Linked DNA regions of Mus musculus: all the other regions are linked to region 1. The links are chromatin contacts, called in public Hi-C and HiChIP or PLAC-seq maps. All regions are on one chromosome and are shown on one strand. The core of a region is the stretch at or near the end of the contact, and the rest is flanking DNA. Distances in the headings are between cores, read along the strand shown. Region 1 has its middle 90 kb from the start of Gm29865. Region 2 overlaps Papss1 (3'-phosphoadenosine 5'-phosphosulfate synthase 1). Region 3 overlaps Papss1 (3'-phosphoadenosine 5'-phosphosulfate synthase 1).

Region 1 (2,700 bases), core at 60-2,559:
ACATTTAAACTGGAGTTCTTCTGTTGGCCTGAGCTTACCTGGAGACTTTGTTTCCTTCCTGTCCCCGCCCACTGCTTTCATCCAGGCATTCATCTTCTCTTGCTGACCAAAGAGCAATAGAACCTCTTTCCCTCCACCCTCTGCCTCTGCACAGCATTGTCTACTATTGTCAGTATTCTGCTCAAAGAGATTCTGATTGCCTTAATGTCACTTAGGGATCTTTATTGCTAATTGGTAGAAAACGATGACATCTTACATGTTTCCAAATCACCCAGAGTCACTTACCATATTGTCAATTTATTACCCTGGCCCTGACTCTGGCTGCTTCTGTCCAGAATCTTACAAACCAGGCTGAATCTTTCTCTGAAATCTCAGAATCTTTCTCTGCCCGTTTCTCCACATCTGTTGGCATGGGAGACCTTTTGTCTACTGAGCATGCCCAGTGGATCCAATTTACCTGTAAAACCTCCCTCAGGAGATTTATAGTGACCCTTCAGAACCATCTGAGAGGCCCTGCCATCATTTCCCAAGTAAGAAGGTTTTCCTAGGAGCAGATACAACACAAAGTGAATAAATATGTCAAAGAACATGATTCATGTGTATGAAAAAAAACATAACAAAATCCTATGATTGTTTACAATGAATAAAGTTTTCCTAAATTCTATTCCAAAAGTAATATTATTACTGTAATTTCCTGGCTGACTCTGCAAATCACTATTTGTTTTTTGGTCGGTGTTCTACAATATTTAAGTTAGGTAGCATTGACAAATATATGACTTTTAATGAAATACAATAGCCTATTAGTGAGCAACAACATATAGAATCGTGTTATAGCATCTGTTGTGCCTTTCCTTAATGTGATGAAGTTCTCTCCCCAACTATGCATTTGTGAGCTCAAATCCATGGGGATCATAAATCAAGCTGTTGTTGTTGACACAATCCCACCTAGTTTGCTTGTGCAAATGTTCATTTTATAAATTCCATTTAGATTTTGCTTGCCACATAAAAGACATAATAAAACTCTCTTCCTGAGAGAAAAATTTCCCTTCTTTTATTCTTCCTTCTGCCCTTTCTTGTTTACCTAGTATGAATTAGTTTAGTCAACCACCTTGTTATATTTGATTGGATCAAATCAGTATTGTTTATCGAAGCTATTATTCACTAATCCCTCTCAACTGCGGTTTCAGTCAATAGCGCTTTAAAAATGTTGAATGGAAAATTCCAGAAATAAACAATTCATAAGTCTTAAACTGCATGCAGTTTTGAGCAGCATGATAAAATCTCGCATTGGCCTTCTCCATCCTGCCCAGGATGTGAATCACCCTGCCTGTTATTCACTCGGTCACCATGCCACTTATCAGATGGGCTATTCTGGTATCATGATGTTTGTGCTTTTTAAAGTCATGAAGGCCTGAGAACACTGCTGCCACAACTCTTATCTCGGTACACGGTTATATTGTTCTATTTTTATCATTGGTTATCATTAACCTTTTACTGTGCTCCATTCATAAATTAAACTTTATCTTAGGGACTCTGTAAGGAAAAGACTGTTAGATTTTATAGATTCCACAATGTCTTGTAATGAATATATATCCCTTGTGGGTGTATGGGGCTACTGTAAACAATTTTCTTTTGATATTTACCATTTTTGTTTAAGTCCACTTAAGAACTCCCACAGGATAAAACATTAAATTAGTTTATCTGAGTTCTTTTCTATATACAAATTATCAGCCTTTCCCATACTGCAATGTAAATCTAATTGATCCCATTTTCAACAACTCTAAGATTTAGTTACATATTAAATATTATGTAGGTTTTCTTCCCCTCTGAGTCTGATATTTTAATCAAAAAGGCTATTTCATTGAAATTTAGGCATTTGACAATGTTGCCCAACTCAAAATGTATAGAATATAGGCAGAATGGTAGATACTGATTGTCATTATTGATTTCCTGACTGAAGGACCTCCCATATTCTCCGTATTGCCAGCACATAGAAGTTATTTCTGTGGCAGCCAACTGTCAATAGGGAATGGACAAAATTAAAGACTCAGAATTCCTACCCTGTGTGCATGAATAGCCACTGTACATTTAACAAGCTTTGCCATATTGAGAGAAAAGCAATACTTGTGTGTTTGGTAAGGATATTGTAGAGAAGGGTGGGGCACAAAACACGTCTGAAGAAATGAAAAGAGGCTATTTTAAGTGAATATTTGTTAAAGCAGCCTGAGTTGATTAAGCCTCATGGTGACTGTGTTTATTTCCTCTCTTGTCTCCACACCTCTCAGTGTTGGCTACCTTGAAGTTAACTGGCTCAAATGACAGTACCACACCCTTAATTTGATCTTTCCCATGAGTCACTTTGTTCAACAAAGGAATTTTATTGGACTTATTCTTCAAAGTCTTTAAAGAAATGCCACTTCTTTCTATGTCTAGGAAATAATTTGGGGTGTGGTTGCCTAGAACACAGCTGACTAGAAGCACAAAGTATTTGGACTCACTCAGTATTTGAAGATGCTAATCCCCAACCCCAAATAAAGCAGTAGTCTAGAAAGATTTTAATTGATGGTGCCAATGCAAACATTGGAGCCCCAAAGTTTTGTTTGTAGGAGGCATGCTCCTCAATTCTCTCAAGATGGGGATTCTCCCAGAGGCAGGATCAAGGGCTGAAAAAAGCTGTAGATGAGAGAAAGAACCTCTCAA
Region 2 (2,700 bases), core at 90-2,589, 170 kb before region 1:
TAGTACCGCTTTAAGTTTCTCTTTTAATCATTTAAAAGCTAAATAATTACATCAGTTCTCATAAGATTTTCCAGAGATGAATTCTATGTTAGTTGCATGAGTAGCTCATTTCCTTGGAATTTTTTCTTTTTGAGTTACCAAATCTTAATAAGTTAACTTGGGAAGCTTTAAAAATGCCTTAGTTTTAAAATTTTTTTTCTGTATTTGTGTTCCAATATAATTAAGCTGATGGGAATATGTTGGAAAGTGATTAAAATTTTGTGAGAAGGCGATCGTCTTTGATGTGGCGAGAAAACAGTTATTAATTAGGCACATATGAGCTCGTCCATGTTTGATTAATGGGTGTTACTCAATGCCAGCCTTTATGTAATTAATGATTTTGTAGCTTTTGGATTGATTGAATGGTAGTGTAAGACAAGGCTTAGGGAGGGACATATCCTGAAGATTTCATGCAAGATAATTATTAATAGGAATTATGATAAAAGTCATCTGTTTATGTTTAAGTCGTCAAGAAAACTGTGTTAGCTTTAGAAGTGACTCAGAGACATCTAGTTGTAGGATTTCAGTCCCATTACAGATATTACCATATTATTAGGATATTGTTTATTTGGTCTTCTTTTCTTTTCTCTTTTTTTTTTTTTTTACTCCTTTAAAGGGCAAATATTTGTATTCTGGTGGACAAATGCGAAGCTATTTAGATTATAGAAATAGCAGACTCTGTAGAAGGAGCGTACATGAGTACAAAGTGCCCACGGAGCTGAGTAAGTGAAGGGGTTGAGGGGCAAGTGTTCCTGGGCTGGCATCATTGCATCTTAGCAGAGTTTGTTCCTGTTTGTAATGATAGAGTATACTTTACCTGATGGCCTGCTACAGAGAGAGTCTCAGCCATTGAACCTGCCCATCAGGCAGTAAGTATAGACTATATACTTACACTATACACTATACTTATATAAGTATACACTGTATACAGTGAGTATAGAAGGCAACCCCTTGCCATCTAGAAGACGGCCCCTTACCACCTAGATGAAAAACTGTTTGATTTTGGGAGTGATGGCTGTACTGGTCCTTCAAGGTATCTTTAAGATTTCTTTCTTTTGTGTCCTTCCAGTGGCAAGCCCACCTAGTACGATGGATTCTGAGCTAGGACTCTTAAACCTGTGTGTCAGAGTCCCTCTGTTGCTAATTATCAGTTTTATATTGCTAAAATAATAATCTTTGTACAAAACAACATGTGTAGCTGGTTAGATCAGAAACCCAGGATGTTTGTCCTCTAGCGAGGCCAGGCTCCTCTGCGCCTCCTGCCTCTGGAGTCTCCTCCCCTGGTGACTCATTTCCTGGAAGATGTCGGATCTGAATCCCTGTCTGCTAGCCACTGGCTGAGGACTGCACCTGCTCCTGGAAGCGACTTTAAGCAGTGGCTGCAGCTTCTCCATCTCAGCATGTGGCCTTCTCCACTCCGCACAAATCTTTCTAATGCCTCTCCTCAGTGCACCCCTCCCCAACTTTTTTTGCTTCTAGCTGGGAAGATTCTTACATAATTAAAATTACCTGAGTAATTTTATAGTCAACTGATGTGCAGTTTGGGTGGAGATAAGGTTTGACTAGGGTTAGGCCCTGGGTACTTGGGAAGTCCTGCGCTTCCCAGCAGTTTGAGATTTGAATGCCTGGGAAGAGTTCTGATAAAGATTGTGTGAACTCAGATGCTGCCTGGGCTATAGCTTAGTAACATAGCACTGGGCTGGCAAGACTCACACCCTGCGTGCAGTCCACACTGTAAGAATAAATAATAAATAATAATAAATAAGCAAATAAAGCCAATTAAAAGAGTGAGGCTCTACATGGAAAGCATATGCTAATAAATTTAGATTCAAGTGGGGTGTAGTGGCGCAGGCCTTTGATCCTAGCATTCAGGAGGCAAAGGCATGTGGATATCTTTGAGTTTGAGACCAGTCTGGTCCACATAGTGCTAAGACAGCCAGGGCTACATTATGAGACCTTGTCTCAACCCCTTCCCCCCTGAAAAAATTAGATTCAAAATAATTAAACTTAAAAGAACTCCATGTGTGTGTGTGTGTGTGTGTGTCTGCGTGACTGGCGGTGGGTATGAGTGCAGGTGCACACACTTAGTGGTGCACATGGAGAAGCCACAGGACAACACACACAGTCCTGGCCTTTCAGCCCTGTTTGAGACAGGGTCTGTTTGTTGTTCTGCTTGGCACTGCTTCCAGAGAGTCTGCTGTCTGCTCCTTGTCTTAGCACAGGAACATTGGACCTGCAGATATGGTCTGCCATGGCTGGCCTCATGTGGGACCTAGGAGTTCAAAGTGAGGTCCTCACACATGTGTGGCAAGCCCTTTACTAGTGGAGCCACCTGCCTGGGCCCCGGATTTAAACTTTTCATGTATTTCATCTAGTCTTTGGTTAGAAAATAATAAGAAAAAAATTAACAAAATTGTATATGACGTTGTCCAGTGCTTCTTAGTCTCTAAAAGAAAGCCATAAATGTTTATCTGGTTTGGAAAAGATCATTTTAAACCACAGTGTTAAGAATTTTTAGTGTTTTGATGTGTTTATAAATGACCCGCTTTCAAGTTGGATAAGACATTAATTAGAATAAAAATTAATTAGAATAAAAATAATTAGGCCCACTTACAAGTCACCACCATTAGTTTTATTTCTGTCAAGGGAGAAAGTCTCTTT
Region 3 (2,700 bases), core at 146-2,645, 180 kb before region 1:
ACCAGTCTAAGAGTACAGGTCACTCATGGTTCAGAGCTGCAAATGGAGCAGAGTAAGGCCAAGGAAGAACAGTCAGAAAAGACTGCTCAGTGGTGAGAGTCAGGCAAGAGCCATGCTCAAGCAGGAAATCTGTAAATTCAGAGGGGATGCTGTGCTCCTGCATCAGGCAGCCTTCAGCACTCTAGAGGTCCAAGTATAATTAAGTGAGGAAGTAAAAATGCCTCTTGCTCTGAGGTGAGCGCTGAAGGTCTGAGATGTTTAGGGTCTTGCATATCCCTATGTAAAAGTAGGATTCCAAACAGACCCTAAAAGATGAGAGCAGTGATCAGTTCTGGGCCCCTCCTCTATATGGAAGCTGAACAATGTTCAGTGTTCATATGCTTCTATCAAGACTTTTCTGTACCTTATACCTAGTGGCACATCACATCATCTTTGGGTTAGAAAAATACAGCCTGCTGATGTTTGAAAGGTAATTTGATAATGCCTAAGGATAATGATAATATTCCCAAACTTGAAATATTAAAAGATACATCAAGACAAAATCTCCTAAATCCTAGTCATTTGTGACAGTTTTCTTGCTTCTGTCATGGCGCTAGAGGGATCAGAATTGATGCCCACTGTGAGAGGTGGGATTGGAGAGGTTGGTCAGCAGTTCTACTACTCTTGAAAACGACCTGTGTTTGGTTCCCAGTACCTGAGTCAGGTAGCTTACAACTGCCTGCAACTCCAGCTCCAGGGGATCCTACACCTCTGGTCTCCAATGGCACCTGCACACACGTGCACACACCCTACACAGACATACATGCCTGCACATAATTAAAAATAATACAGGTAAATCTTTTATTATGTTTAACAAAAGCAAAAGTAAATAACAGTAAAAAAAAAAACTGGGTGTCTGAGTCAAACCATCATGGTGGGGTGAGGGGACAGGTGTCTGGAGAATGGTAAACACAGAGCTCGTGTGCCAGGATTATTTCCTGTTCTGTGAGATTACTCTATATCCCAAAGAACCCTGGCTTCTAACAAGAGGTCCCCTGCAGCCAGCATGGAGGAGTGAAACCAAGATTGTAAGCAGACAGTGGCTAATCAATTCAATTCATGGTGTAGCTTTCATTTGAGTAATAGCAGTGGCCCTCTGAGATAGTGTTGCTGCTATATTGCAATCCTGAGTCTAGAGTCAGGTGACAACATAGTAGTAGGTCTCTTCTCAGAGTAATCTGCTTACATGTGGATAGCAAGTAAAAAGTGAAGCCATAGCTTTCTTCATATTCTGCCTCTCTTTATAAAGCCCTTGAAAATGAGTAACCCAACTCAGGTCTTTAGGGCCTCTGGAGGATTTGACGGGTCAGTGACTCACTGACTCTGAATTTACACTTGTTGAAAACAGTTGAATCAGGGCTGAAAGAAAGCCTGACAGTTGTTGTCATTTCCCTGAACGCAGGAGTAACCAACCGCCCTGAGTCTGTGGCTCCCGTATCACATGTCCTCCGGTGAGCAAGGGCTGTAGCACTGAGTAGCAGCAGTGCATGTCTTGGAATAAGCAGTCACCAGTCCATGGCTTTACCCGTTTGTGATGCTGAGCTTGTGTGTTTGTTTCTTGTGACCATCAACCAGGAAAGCCTGGCTTGCCCCATGCAGGGTGGTGCTTGAAAGTCCTAACTCTGGAAATTCCCTTTGCAGATGCTGTCTTTGCATTTCAGTTGCGCAACCCAGTGCACAACGGGCACGCTCTGTTAATGCAGGATACCCACAAGCAGCTTCTGGAGAGGGGCTACCGGCGCCCTGTCCTGCTCCTCCATCCTCTTGGTGGCTGGACGAAGGATGACGATGTCCCTCTGATGTGGCGTATGAAGCAGCACGCTGCAGTGCTGGAGGAGGGCATCCTGGATCCTGAAACGACAGTGGTGGCCATTTTCCCGTCTCCTATGATGTATGCTGGGCCAACCGAGGTAGGCTGCCTTTAAGATACCAGTGTAAAACTAAAGCCATTCTTGGGAACATTGTATTATCACCAACTGACCTACTGACCGTTCCTGGATGCCTCAATGTGTTCCAAACATTCAGCATTGCTGAGTTCTCCTTCTCCTAGTGTTGGGAATGCCATCTAACCGCCCTCTAACCACGCCCTCTAACCACGCTCTCTAATCAGGGCTATGAGGAAGACACAGAAGCTGGAACCATGTAGCAACGTAAGGTCGTTTTGTATCCACCAGCCCAGGTCCAGATACAGTTATAACAACATCGATATTGTTCTTTTTTTTTTTTTTCCTTTTTTTTTTAATTAGGTATTTTCCTCGTTTACATTTTCAATGCTATCCCAAAAGTCCGCCAATACCCACACCCCCACTCCTCTACCCACCCACTCCCCCTTTTTGGCCCTGGGGTTCCCCTGTACTGGGGCATATAAAGTTTGCAAGTCCAATGGGCCTCTCTTTGCAGTGATGGCCAACTAGGCCATCTTTTGATACATATGCAGCTAGAGTCAAGAGCTCCGGGGTACTGGTTAGTTCATAATGTTGTTCCACCTATAGGGTTGCAGTTCCCTATAGCTCCTTGGGTAATTTCTCTAGCTCCTCCATTGGGAGCCATGTGACCCATCCAATAGCTGACTGTGATCATCCACTTCTGTGTTTGCTAGGCCCCAGCATAGTCTCACAAGAGATAGCTATATCTGGGTCCTTTCAGCAAAATCTTGCTAGT

What was found. A called contact is a pair of places that touch in the nucleus more often than the background predicts. HiChIP or PLAC-seq counts read pairs in DNA pulled down with a chosen protein or histone mark.
Region 2: a Hi-C map of the N1E-115 cell line shows a contact between it and region 1, with 3 times the contacts expected there. The contact joins two enhancer-like sites. A contact is called at or near these places in 1 of 484 Hi-C or Micro-C datasets (the N1E-115 cell line), 2 of 115 datasets of contacts at active chromatin or transcription factors (bone marrow-derived dendritic cells and embryonic stem cells) and 1 of 9 other capture datasets (embryonic stem cells).
Region 3: an HNF4G HiChIP or PLAC-seq map of pancreatic cancer cells shows a contact between it and region 1. The contact joins two enhancer-like sites. A contact is called at or near these places in 3 of 484 Hi-C or Micro-C datasets (the C2C12 cell line, adipose-derived mesenchymal stem cells and myocytes) and 2 of 115 datasets of contacts at active chromatin or transcription factors (embryonic stem cells and pancreatic cancer cells).

The regions. Positions count from the first base shown.
Region 1 is chr3:131,801,727-131,804,426 of GRCm38.p6, forward strand. No RefSeq gene overlaps it. Among named protein-coding and RNA genes, the nearest start is that of Gm29865, 90 kb to the right of the region's middle. Within about 2 kb of position 1,310, at least 37 of the 459 cell types and tissues checked have an H3K27ac peak or open chromatin away from gene starts, as enhancers often do. A contact at or near this core is called in the C2C12 cell line, the N1E-115 cell line, myocytes and 1 more, where this site is marked.
Region 2 is chr3:131,634,967-131,637,666 of GRCm38.p6, forward strand. The region is part of intron 11 of Papss1 (3'-phosphoadenosine 5'-phosphosulfate synthase 1); the gene reads left to right. Among named protein-coding and RNA genes, the nearest start is that of Gm36917, 49 kb to the left of the region's middle. Within about 2 kb of position 1,340, at least 65 of the 459 cell types and tissues checked have an H3K27ac peak or open chromatin away from gene starts, as enhancers often do. A contact at or near this core is called in the N1E-115 cell line, where this site is marked.
Region 3 is chr3:131,617,341-131,620,040 of GRCm38.p6, forward strand. Papss1 (3'-phosphoadenosine 5'-phosphosulfate synthase 1) reads left to right here. Exons shown (of 12, transcript NM_011863.2): 10 at 1,681-1,949. Among named protein-coding and RNA genes, the nearest start is that of Gm36917, 31 kb to the left of the region's middle. Within about 2 kb of position 1,396, at least 41 of the 459 cell types and tissues checked have an H3K27ac peak or open chromatin away from gene starts, as enhancers often do. A contact at or near this core is called in the C2C12 cell line, myocytes and pancreatic cancer cells, where this site is marked.